Linked DNA regions of Macaca mulatta: region 2 is linked to region 1. A link is a contact called in public Hi-C data. All regions are on one chromosome and are shown on one strand. The core of a region is the stretch at or near the end of the contact, and the rest is flanking DNA. Distances in the headings are between cores, read along the strand shown.

Region 1 (4,891 bases), core at 2,318-4,817:
TCGTGTCGTTTACATTGCTATGGTGTTGCACTGTAGCTGCTTCTGTATGGCAGAATCGAATAGTTGTGACATAGACCACATGACTCACACAGCCTGCAATGTCTACTATCTGGCTCTGTTTAGGAAAAATTTAGTTTTTTAACTGACCCCTGTTTTAGGTAAAGGGCAGGTTACAGGATCACATTATTTGCAAAATCACCCTGTTGTGGAATGAATGTTGTGTCTTCCTAAATTTCATATTGTTGAAGCCCTGATCCCAGTGTGGTGGTACTTGGAGGTGGGTCTTTTGGGAGGTAATTAGGTTTAGATGAGGTCATGAGAGAGGCCCTTATGATGGGATTAGTGTTCTTGTAAGAAGAGGAAGAGAGACTAGAGTGCACATCCTGCTGCAAGGACACAGCAAGAAGGGGCCACCTGCAAGCCAGGAAGAGAGCCCTCACCAGCAGCCAAATCTGCTGACACCTTAATTTTGGATTTCTCAGTCTTGAGAACTGTGATAAACACATTTCTGTAGTTTAAGCCACTCAGTCTGTGCTACTTTGTTGTAGCAGCCTGAGCAGAACTTACACATAGCTACACACACAAATCAAGGAAGAAAATACACCAAAATAGGGGTTATCTCTGGGCATTAAGGTTACACAAAATTATTTTAAAATTTTCACCAAATACATTAAACATAAAAGCTTAAAAAGAGAATATTAGTGACATTAGAAAAATAAGATGGTAGTATTTACTCTGTCTTACTGTAGGCCAGACACTGTTAGTGGTTGACATGCTTCCTTTCACCTGGTCCCCATTCCACCCCTATGCACAGGCTCCACTGCAACCCTGTTCTACAGATGAAGAAAGGAAGACTCAGGGAATTTAAGTAACTTGTCCAGGTCACTCTGCTAGAAAGGAACACTTTGTATATTTATGGTAGAAATACACTTCAGAAGTGATAGGAAATTGGGCTAAAAATAGGGATTGGCTTTGGAAGAGTTTTATTTGAATTCATGGGAGACTAATCCTAGCAGATAATGAAGATGATGGGATGCTTAAGATATCCTCATGTCTAATCTACCTCACCAGATTGCTGTGGAAATGAGATAGAATGCATTTAGAAGTACCTGGAAAATGGTAGAGCACTGTACTAATGGAGGTTGGATGTTGAGAAACTTGTCAATATCTCACCTTCATTAGGCTGACTTCCCCACTTCTTCCATCAAACCTTTCTTGAAGTAGAAACAACATAAATGTCCAAGAAGAGAGGACTGGTTGACTAAACTATGGTGCCTCCACACAACGGAATAGTATGCAACAATTAAAGAACCAGGCGATAATCACCCTGTTGCTGTATTTTTAGCGTTGTGGTTTAGAGGCTGTTCTGTGTAGTATAAAGCAAATGAGTAATTATGCTATCATCCACAGTGCCCTTGAAAGTCAGGATTCTCAGGGTAGAGAAAAGAGGCACAGATGTAAGAAACGAGTGGTTAAATAAAATCCCCTGTAGGTCAGAATTTGAATTAAAAGTATCAGTATGAACTCATGATGTATTTTTATTATAAACAAAAACACATTTCCTAGCTCTGTCAACTGAAAAGGGCTAGACATGATAAACTATCTAGGAACAATGAAACACTCTTAAGTGCCTAGATTTTAGTCTCTAAATACCATTTGCCACTAAGAGGAATCAGGGGTCCTTGGAGAAATGGCTTATTCTGGGTAAGGGCAAAGACTGGAATATCTTAGCTTCCTTGCTATTTGGATGACATCAAAGATCACTAGGGCTGTGCCAGAAAGAGCCAACTGGCCAGAGATGGCAAAATCCAAGCATCAATAAAAATAATAAGCAAACAGATTAAAACCTAGCACATATGTTGAAACCCATGAGTTCACAAAGATAGTAAAATCAAAACAGTAGACCCTAATGTTTACCATAGGAAGATAACAGTAAACCACTCATTTTGAAAACTGGAAAACGAAGGGAGAGAATCAAACATTTATCCTGCTTTTCTTATGTGAATTGTACTGCTAGTTAATCCCATAGTGGTGGAGGGAAGTTTCTCTTTATGAAAGTATTCCAGCTAATAAGTGAAGAAAGAATAAAATTAGTATGTCATCATTTTGTAACCTCTAATTAACTAATGGATATAAGTGATGGACATCAATATCTGCAAAAAGGGCAAAAAGAGAGGTGGCTAGACATGTGCCTTCTGATAGGAGAGCACCACACAATCTATGAAGTAGTTTTGTCCATAAAAATCAAGACTAAATCTGATTAAATATCTAAAAAAACTAATTTATAGGAAAGAGAGATGATAGAAGAACATTCTAAATAGTACCACAGAGCTGCAATCAGAAAAATCCAGAGCTTGGAACTCTTTATAGGACAAAGGATCTAATTCCTTCATCAAATACATTGCAAGGGGATGTGAGAAGGGGAGGGAGATAAAGGATATTGTGGCAATGTTAAAACAAAAGGATCCTTTTTGTAAAAGATACATATCTAAGTTTACAGATGAAATGCTGCAATATCTTGGATTTGTTTTAAAGTAACTTGGTGGCAGGTGAAAAAGTAGGTGGGGTTAGAGATAAAGCAAGATCAGACGTGTACTGATGATTTTTACGGCTGGATGAGGGTCTATAAAGGTTTGCTGTTTTGCTGTTTCCACTTTTCCAAGTGTTTAAAAGTTTTCATAATAGAAAATTAAAATAAATCCCTCCTATGTCATGCTTGGAGTGGTAACACTGTGCTAGATGCATCAAGGTTCTCACCAGTATCACTCCTCTTGTGTTTCATAAATATTGGAGCTTTGAGCTTCAGCTCGTTCATGCAGGAAACCCCCATGGAACTTCCCTGTCACTCTCCTCTCTGACCATGTCAATATGGTGCTTCAAAGTATACGTACATACACATAAGCAAAAATATCTCAGCAAAGCGCTCTCATGACTCAAACATTCTGCTTTCAAGCTGCAAGGGGTATATGAAGGAGTCATGATTTCATGATTGGCACAGGCATTCGATGGAGCTCGTGACCAGGGGAGAGAAGAAGATAGTTATGGTGTTGAGGCTGGTAGGTGTTTTCATCTTGAAGTTCTGAGCAAATGACAAGGCAAATCCGGATGATAAGCGACACTGTGTTCTCACCCCATTATTTGCATTGGTGCAGCTACACTGAGTTTCCTAAATCAGACAATAATGTCTGCAAGAGAGCAAACTACCCAAATTCTTTACCGGGGGCCCTAGACGTGAGAGACGTAAGTGGGGTCAAGGAGATAAGCAAAATCTTAAGCCCTGTCACTGGGTGTGGGATGGTGACAGGAAATAGAAATTAGGGGCCAGGAAGTAAGAAACCAACCCAATGCTTATTTTTAGAAATGGCACCTTCCAGCCGTCAAAATTTAGTCTGCTGGTTAGGGTGGTTCCTGTTTCTTTAGCCAGCATCATCAGCATCTGTGAGCATCCTAATTGTGTCCTACAGGGTTGGGAGTCCCTCCTGCAGGCTTGCTTTAACCCAGGGTTCACCCATTCGGGGCACTTTTCGCACTGTTGAAGTTGCCCATTTACTTGTCTGTCTCCCACACTTGCTGGTAACCTCGCTGAGAACGGGCTTTTGCCTGTTCTTTGTGGTGTCTTATCACATAGTGCAGAGCCTGGAATATAGATGTGCGTAAAAACTATTCACTGCAGAGCTGGAGATCACTGCGGAAGCAGTGTAGAGAGGTGGTTATCAGTGTGGGCTTCAGAGGTAGACAGATGTGGGTTTGACTCATGGCCCTGCCAACTCACTACACCCACTTCCCCAATGCTGTGTTCTGGTTTCCAGATTCTACCACTAACTTATTACAAGGCTTCAGATTTTGTAAAACACTTTGAGGCTTTCCTGGAACAACTAAAGCATATAACTGCACATTTTGGTTTCTAGGTAATATCGTAACTCCTCTGGGAAAATGATCCTGGGATTTTGCTGTGCACCTATCTGAAATGATTTCCACTGATGAACTTAAAAATAACCAAATACGAAATTTTAACTACCCACAATGCCTTGAACTTATGTTAATAGGTCAGGCAATGAAGTGGACAAATGAACACCTTATGACAACCACTTGAGTAGATAAGCAAACCTGGGCGTCTTCAAATGTATATCTCCCTCCATCTTTGACATTTTGACTGGTAATCTCATAGCTGTGAGAATCCAGGTTGATTGCACTTGGAGCCCCTGGAGCCAGAAACTCTTGCCAGATTTCTTCTACCCTCTTGGCCACATCCTGTAGGGGTTGTTTCTTAAGATCTTGGACAGCCAGCCAGAACCTGAAGTGGGAGCAGAAACACAGTCAGTTCCAGAGGGCTCAGCATCGGGATGTTGCTGGAGATGGCCCCAGAGCTGATGTCCCATGAAATCCATTCTGCTGCATCTCTCAGCCTCCCCTGATGCCACTGTGTGGGGCTGCAAAGACCATGGAGATTGCTGAAAATATCAAAGGTGTTCCTATTGTGCAGAACAGAAAAGAATTGCATATTAAAAGATCAATGTGCTTCTCGTTATCAAAACGAGATTTCTCTCCCTCTACGTGAAGATTTCTCAACCTCAGCACTATTGCCACTTCAGGCTGGATAATTCTTTGTTGTTGAGGCTATTCTGTGTAATGTACGATGTTTAGCAGCAACCTTGGCCTCTACCCACTAGATGCCAATAGCAACCCCCCTTCCCAAGTTTTGACAACTAAAAATGTTTCAAAACATTGCCCCATGTCCCCTGGGAGATGAACTCACTCCTGGTTGAGAATACCTGTGCTACATACATGCCACCATGCAGACAGTGTGAGTCCCTTTGTCAAATCTAGTTGGGATCAACTGATGGCATCAACATGGAGGAAAGATCACAGAAGAGGCAGGATCCTGGAATCA
Region 2 (4,884 bases), core at 584-3,083, 380 kb before region 1:
AGGGATTTTTCAAACTTTAATTTTGGAAAAGGAGATAACTCTTTTTTTTTTTTTTTGAGACGGAGTCTTGCTCTGTTGCCCAGGCTGGAGTGCAGTGGCTGGATCTCAGCTCACTGCAAGCTCCGCCTCCTGGGTTTATGCCATTCTCCTGACTCAGCCTCCCGAGTAGCTGGGACTACAGGCACCCGCCACCTCGCGCGGCTAGTTTTTTGTATTTTTTAGTAGAGATGGGGTTTCACTAGGTTAGCCAGGATGGTCTCGATCTCCTGACCTCGTGATCCACCCGTCTCGGAGATAACTTTTTCAAACTGTAATCGCTGCCAAGATGCTATGCAAAGAATTTACAAAGGAATCTGTAGAACTTGATTCTGCTTATTAAATAGGCAGAGAGGAGTTAAAGATTTCAAATCTATTACAAACAGTTATTCAGTCACTTTCTGTTTATCTGTAAATCTAATAGCGTATGTAGTTGAACTCTTGAAATTCTGGAATGTTTATTTTATTTTATTCATTGTCTTGAGAGGAGCAAAAGGAAGTGAGAGGGCATAGCTTTGAACTGGCAATTTGGCAACTTCTCTCCCCTTGCCACCCCTCCCCCACTATCTTAGCTATTTGACCTGATTAAACAGCTTTGGAATGGTAGCCAGACTTCTGTATGCTAACGAGGCCCCTACCCTATTATCGATTTAATGCGATTTCATCCACGCAGAGCTTCCCGGTGCCCAGTGGAAGCCTGACTTCGCAGAAGTCTCCCAATTTTGTCAGGGGCTCGCCAGTGAAGAGTTCACACTGACTTGAAGCAGACACAGACTCTTTGGACGCCTCGGGTCACATCGGATTATTCACTAGCAAATTCTTTCCACCTTCTAAGTAGTGAAAGGTGACGTCAGAATCGCGTGTGCCACTCCTCTAAAGGGACTCTGACAACACCCAGTCCAGGCTCTACGACTTCTGCCTAGGCACTTGCTTCCTAGTAGTAGAAAGTTTCCAAAGGTTGCCTGAAGTCCTCCCTACCTCTAAGCCTAAAGGTCAGAGCTCCAGGTCGCACCACCGAGCAGGAATCTGAGCATTTTGGAAGTTTCTGGTGTAGGGAGCAGAACAGAAGGGGTGGTAGCGGCGGACCGCGCAGAGTAACCCCCCTGCACTACGTAAAGAAAGCCCTGGCTGCAGGAGGGAGTGAGCCTGACATTGAGGCATTCCAGGGGGAGGGTGAGTTGCTGTCCTGGAGTCGCCAGGAACAGCAGCGGCAGTTCCAAGAAGCGAGAGAGGAAGGTGGCGGAGATAAAGAGAACACTTCGGGAATAAGAATATTAAAAAGCAGCAGGACCCAGAGCATTAGCAAACGGCAAAGCACACGAAGTAATTTGTTACACGAAACGGCAGCCTTCCAACTTTTGTACTGAAACACGGGGATTTACCCTTTGGGGGATTAAAAATGTTGATATGCAAAGCCAAAAGCTAATGAATAGGATTCAGTGGCTTGCTGGCAATATTGAAATATTTCTGTCCAGGAGCGCAAACTCTGCAGTTATTTAGAAAAGTAGGGAGTTGAACCAAACTATAATATTCTCCCGTGCGTCTCCACTTTCCCCAGCCCGAAAAGGAGCTGCCAACGCGGTACTTCCCCTTTAAGACCTGCTGGCTCTCGGGCTCTACAAAAGGGAGTGACCTCTGGGCTTTGACAGCTCCCCTAATAACTACCACCGAGCAGGCCCCGCCCACCTGGCGACCAGCCGCGCCGATTGGCCGGCGGGCCGGTATCCCGCGCTCTGATTGGCCTGTCGCTTCCCCTGAGCGAACCTTTAGAACTCTGAGACAGACAATATTCTGTTACATTGTAGCAAAATGGCGACTGTCATTCACAACCCCCTGAAAGCGTAAGTAAGACTAAAAAATGTACATATTCCGCGTGGTTTCAATATGAAAAAAAAGGCGCCTTCTGCGTGGCGAGCGCTGCCAGTGCTTGCGCTTGCAGGCGCCTCCAGCCGCGGCGGGGCTTCTCTCTTCTTTCAGCTCTTACTTCTTTTTTTTCCCCCAACGCGCAGAAATGTCAGGAGATGCAATTAACAAGAAGAAAATTGTTACATTTGTGTTCTGCTAAATTGCAGAGAGAGCGAGAGATAGGGGTTGCCGGCGGAGGAGCCCGGCGCTCGAGCGCTCTACAGCAGGGGGGTCGCGGGAGCTCGGGGACAGCGCGGTCCCTGGAGTCCCCCGCCTCGCGGGCAGGGAGCGAGGCTCCGGGGGCGGCCGGGCGGGGGGCGAGCGTCGGGCCGGGACTGCCTCGGTGCACTTGGCCGAGCCCTGCACCCCCAAGCCCGCGGCCCCCGCCCCGCCGCTGGGTCTGCTGGGTCCGGCGGACGCACCGCGGAGGCTCCGGAGTTTGCAGGGCGCTCTTCGCCTTCCGATCGCTCGCGGGGAGTTTGTGCAAACCTTCCGGAGTTGGGAGCACCGAGGGGGAAGCAGCGGGTCCCGGGCGCGCTGGGTCCCAGGTGGTCGCCCCGGGCTTTCCCCGGCAGCCCCCGGATCTCGGAGGCGCTCCGGGCGACCGCGCGTGTGTCTGCTCGTGTGTTTGCGAGCAACCTGGCTGCAGTGGATTAACGACTCGGGTTAACTTGGGGTGGATTTGGAGGCAGGGAAGCCGCAGGTCTTATGAATGGTGTTCTCGCCACCTCTGGGTGAGGCGCCGAGGCAGGCGGAGAGGCGGTTTTGGGGCTCCTGGCCCGAGGGGGCAGCGTCTGCTCCCGGCCGGGCGAGGGGCAGGTGCCTCTGGCCGCCCCGGGGAGACTTTGAGCGCTTGTCCAGATCCTGGACAGAGTGGGGCGGGCCGGGCGAGCACTCGCGGGGGCCAGCCCCGGGTCCAACAGCCAATTTCTGCCTGCCTGCCTGCCTTCCTCCTCCTTTTCATCCTGGCTTCCTTCCTTCCTTCCTTCCAGTCGGTGGAACTGTTAAGCCGCCAAGTCCGCTCGCGATCGCGGAGCCAAGGGTGGCCTCGGAAAACTAGTGTCGCTCTGAAAGGGGTGCTATTGGGTGATGTCGGCAGAGGGTGGCTCCCTCCGTATTCGAGGTGGGCTGGGGGTCCGCACCCCTTCGACCGGGACTTCCCCGCCCGGACGAAGCCGCAGGCAAAGAGGGGGAGAGGGAGGTGCGGGCCGGGTAGGGGGCGGTTCGTGCCGAATTCTCCCTGGTGCGTGGCCACTGTCGACCCTGCTTCTTTTAATTCAGCGCATTCTCGTCTTCACCCCTCGCCACTCCTGGAGTTGAAAACCAGGTTCGCTCCCGGAGACGGTAGGGGGGTTCCTAACGCAAAGGAATGCACAGGGAGAATCAGACGTGTTTGCACCAGCTCGTCGCCCACCAGAAATAGGGAAACGGGTAGGAATGCCCCAGGTTTCAAAGATATTTATATGAAAGCTGCCGTTAAGAGGACGTTGGAAGCTGAGGCTGAGCAGATAGGAGCTCCCGGCTTCAGTTCTGCCTCGGAAGCTCGGATACACTGCACTTGAACGCCACAGCGTTTCATCCAAGAAAGAAAATGTTTTATGGCAGAATAAATGGGCGTAACTTCGCCGCATCCTCGCTGCCGGTTGCTTTCGCTGCAACACCGCTGATGCTGTCTCTACCGAACCCACAACTGATTTGCAGTTTCCCCATATCCAGCCGAAATCACATAACCAGGCTGATGCCACCTGGTAAACTCAAGTTAGAGAATCTATTTCACATGTGCACCAGGTTTGTTTCCTACTGGGAAAGCCGTACCCTACTTACCCGGGAGCCCGCTTTCGCGCGGGCGGGCGCAGTATCTCTAAGCTTCAGTGTTCCCCTGCTCGCTCCAGGGTTTTTTTGGATCACAGTAGGGTGCGCGTTTGGGGAGGGAGTCTGTGTAGGGTGGGGTTAAGGGTGGGGGAAGGGACAGACGGGGGGAAAGAAGGTGGTGGAATCCCGGCTGGTTAGGGGAATTAGTTCTGAATTGTACTTTGTATAATTAGAAACAGTTGCAATGTGATGTATTTGTAATTGTGCCGCCACACGCATGCACACACTAGCATACACACAACGCCCCTGCTTGCTTTTTCTAGGTGGGAGTTGAGTGGTCATTTATAATTAGCCATTCCTTTCTGCTTCCCAGACCCTTTCCCTGGGGGTAAAGGGGTGTAAACAATACCCCTGACCAGCCCAGCCTCTCACACCCTGGACAGTTTTTAACTCCTAATGCAGGAGCACACACGTTGTTATTGGGAGACGGACACCATCTGCCTTTTTTTTTTTTTTAAACAACTTGTTTAATAAAACATCTTATATATTTCATTTGTTTTTAAAAGTTGCTGATCAGGAAACAATACAAACGTGAATAAATTATGCATGGGATAAATTAGAACAAAGTGCAGAGACACATCCAGCCGAAGGGATGGTGGTGGTGCAGGGAGGAGGGGTAGCGGAGAGAATGGTTTGGAGAGCTATGTTTTTATCCTCATGTGTCCCTCCTGACAATGAAACAGAGCTGAATGACATTAGCATTTTCTCTGTGTGCGTTCTGAGTCTCTCTCTTCCCTCCAAAAAAAAAAAAAAAAAGCCAACACCACGGACGCCCCCTACAGAAAATGGTCACACAAAGGTTTCCTCAGGATGGGGGATAAAGTGGTGGTAGTTAATGTGTTGGGAAGAAACAAGCTCAGGTTTCCAGCAGCACCTATGCAGGGCTCTGCCTACACTGAGTATGGGCTATTTTTCACTGTACTAGCTTTTTCCATGTGGGACATTCAATAATTCAATTAGCTGGGGTGATGGGATGGCACAATTTTGAATCTCATTGCTTTGGGGTTTTCCTTAGGGTCCCAAGCTCCTGAAGCCACATCTCCTCTCTTAGCAATTTGGCTTTCTTCCTGC

What was found. A called contact is a pair of places that touch in the nucleus more often than the background predicts.
Region 2: a contact with region 1 is called in a Hi-C map of CD4 T cells, with 7 times the contacts expected there. The contact joins the promoter of DPF3 here to the enhancer-like site in region 1. A contact is called at or near these places in 10 of 14 Hi-C or Micro-C datasets (CD4 T cells, blood, cortical neurons and 6 more).

What each region holds. Positions count from the first base shown.
Region 1 is chr7:145,662,822-145,667,712 of T2T-MMU8v2.0, reverse strand. RGS6 (regulator of G protein signaling 6) reads right to left here. Exons shown (of 16, transcript NM_001265721.1): 14 at 4,108-4,294. Among named protein-coding and RNA genes, the nearest start is that of DPF3, 370 kb to the left of the region's middle. Within about 2 kb of position 3,567, at least 10 of the 40 cell types and tissues checked have an H3K27ac peak or open chromatin away from gene starts, as enhancers often do. A contact at or near this core is called in CD4 T cells and blood, where this site is marked.
Region 2 is chr7:146,036,803-146,041,686 of T2T-MMU8v2.0, reverse strand. DPF3 (double PHD fingers 3) reads left to right here and starts at 1,833. Exons shown (of 11, transcript XM_015144032.3): 1 at 1,833-1,877. The coding sequence starts at 1,846. It overlaps LOC114679596, which reads left to right and starts at 1,913. Exons shown (of 2, transcript XM_028851638.2): 1 at 1,913-2,466; 2 at 2,517-2,750. The coding sequence starts at 2,058. The coding sequence ends at 2,611.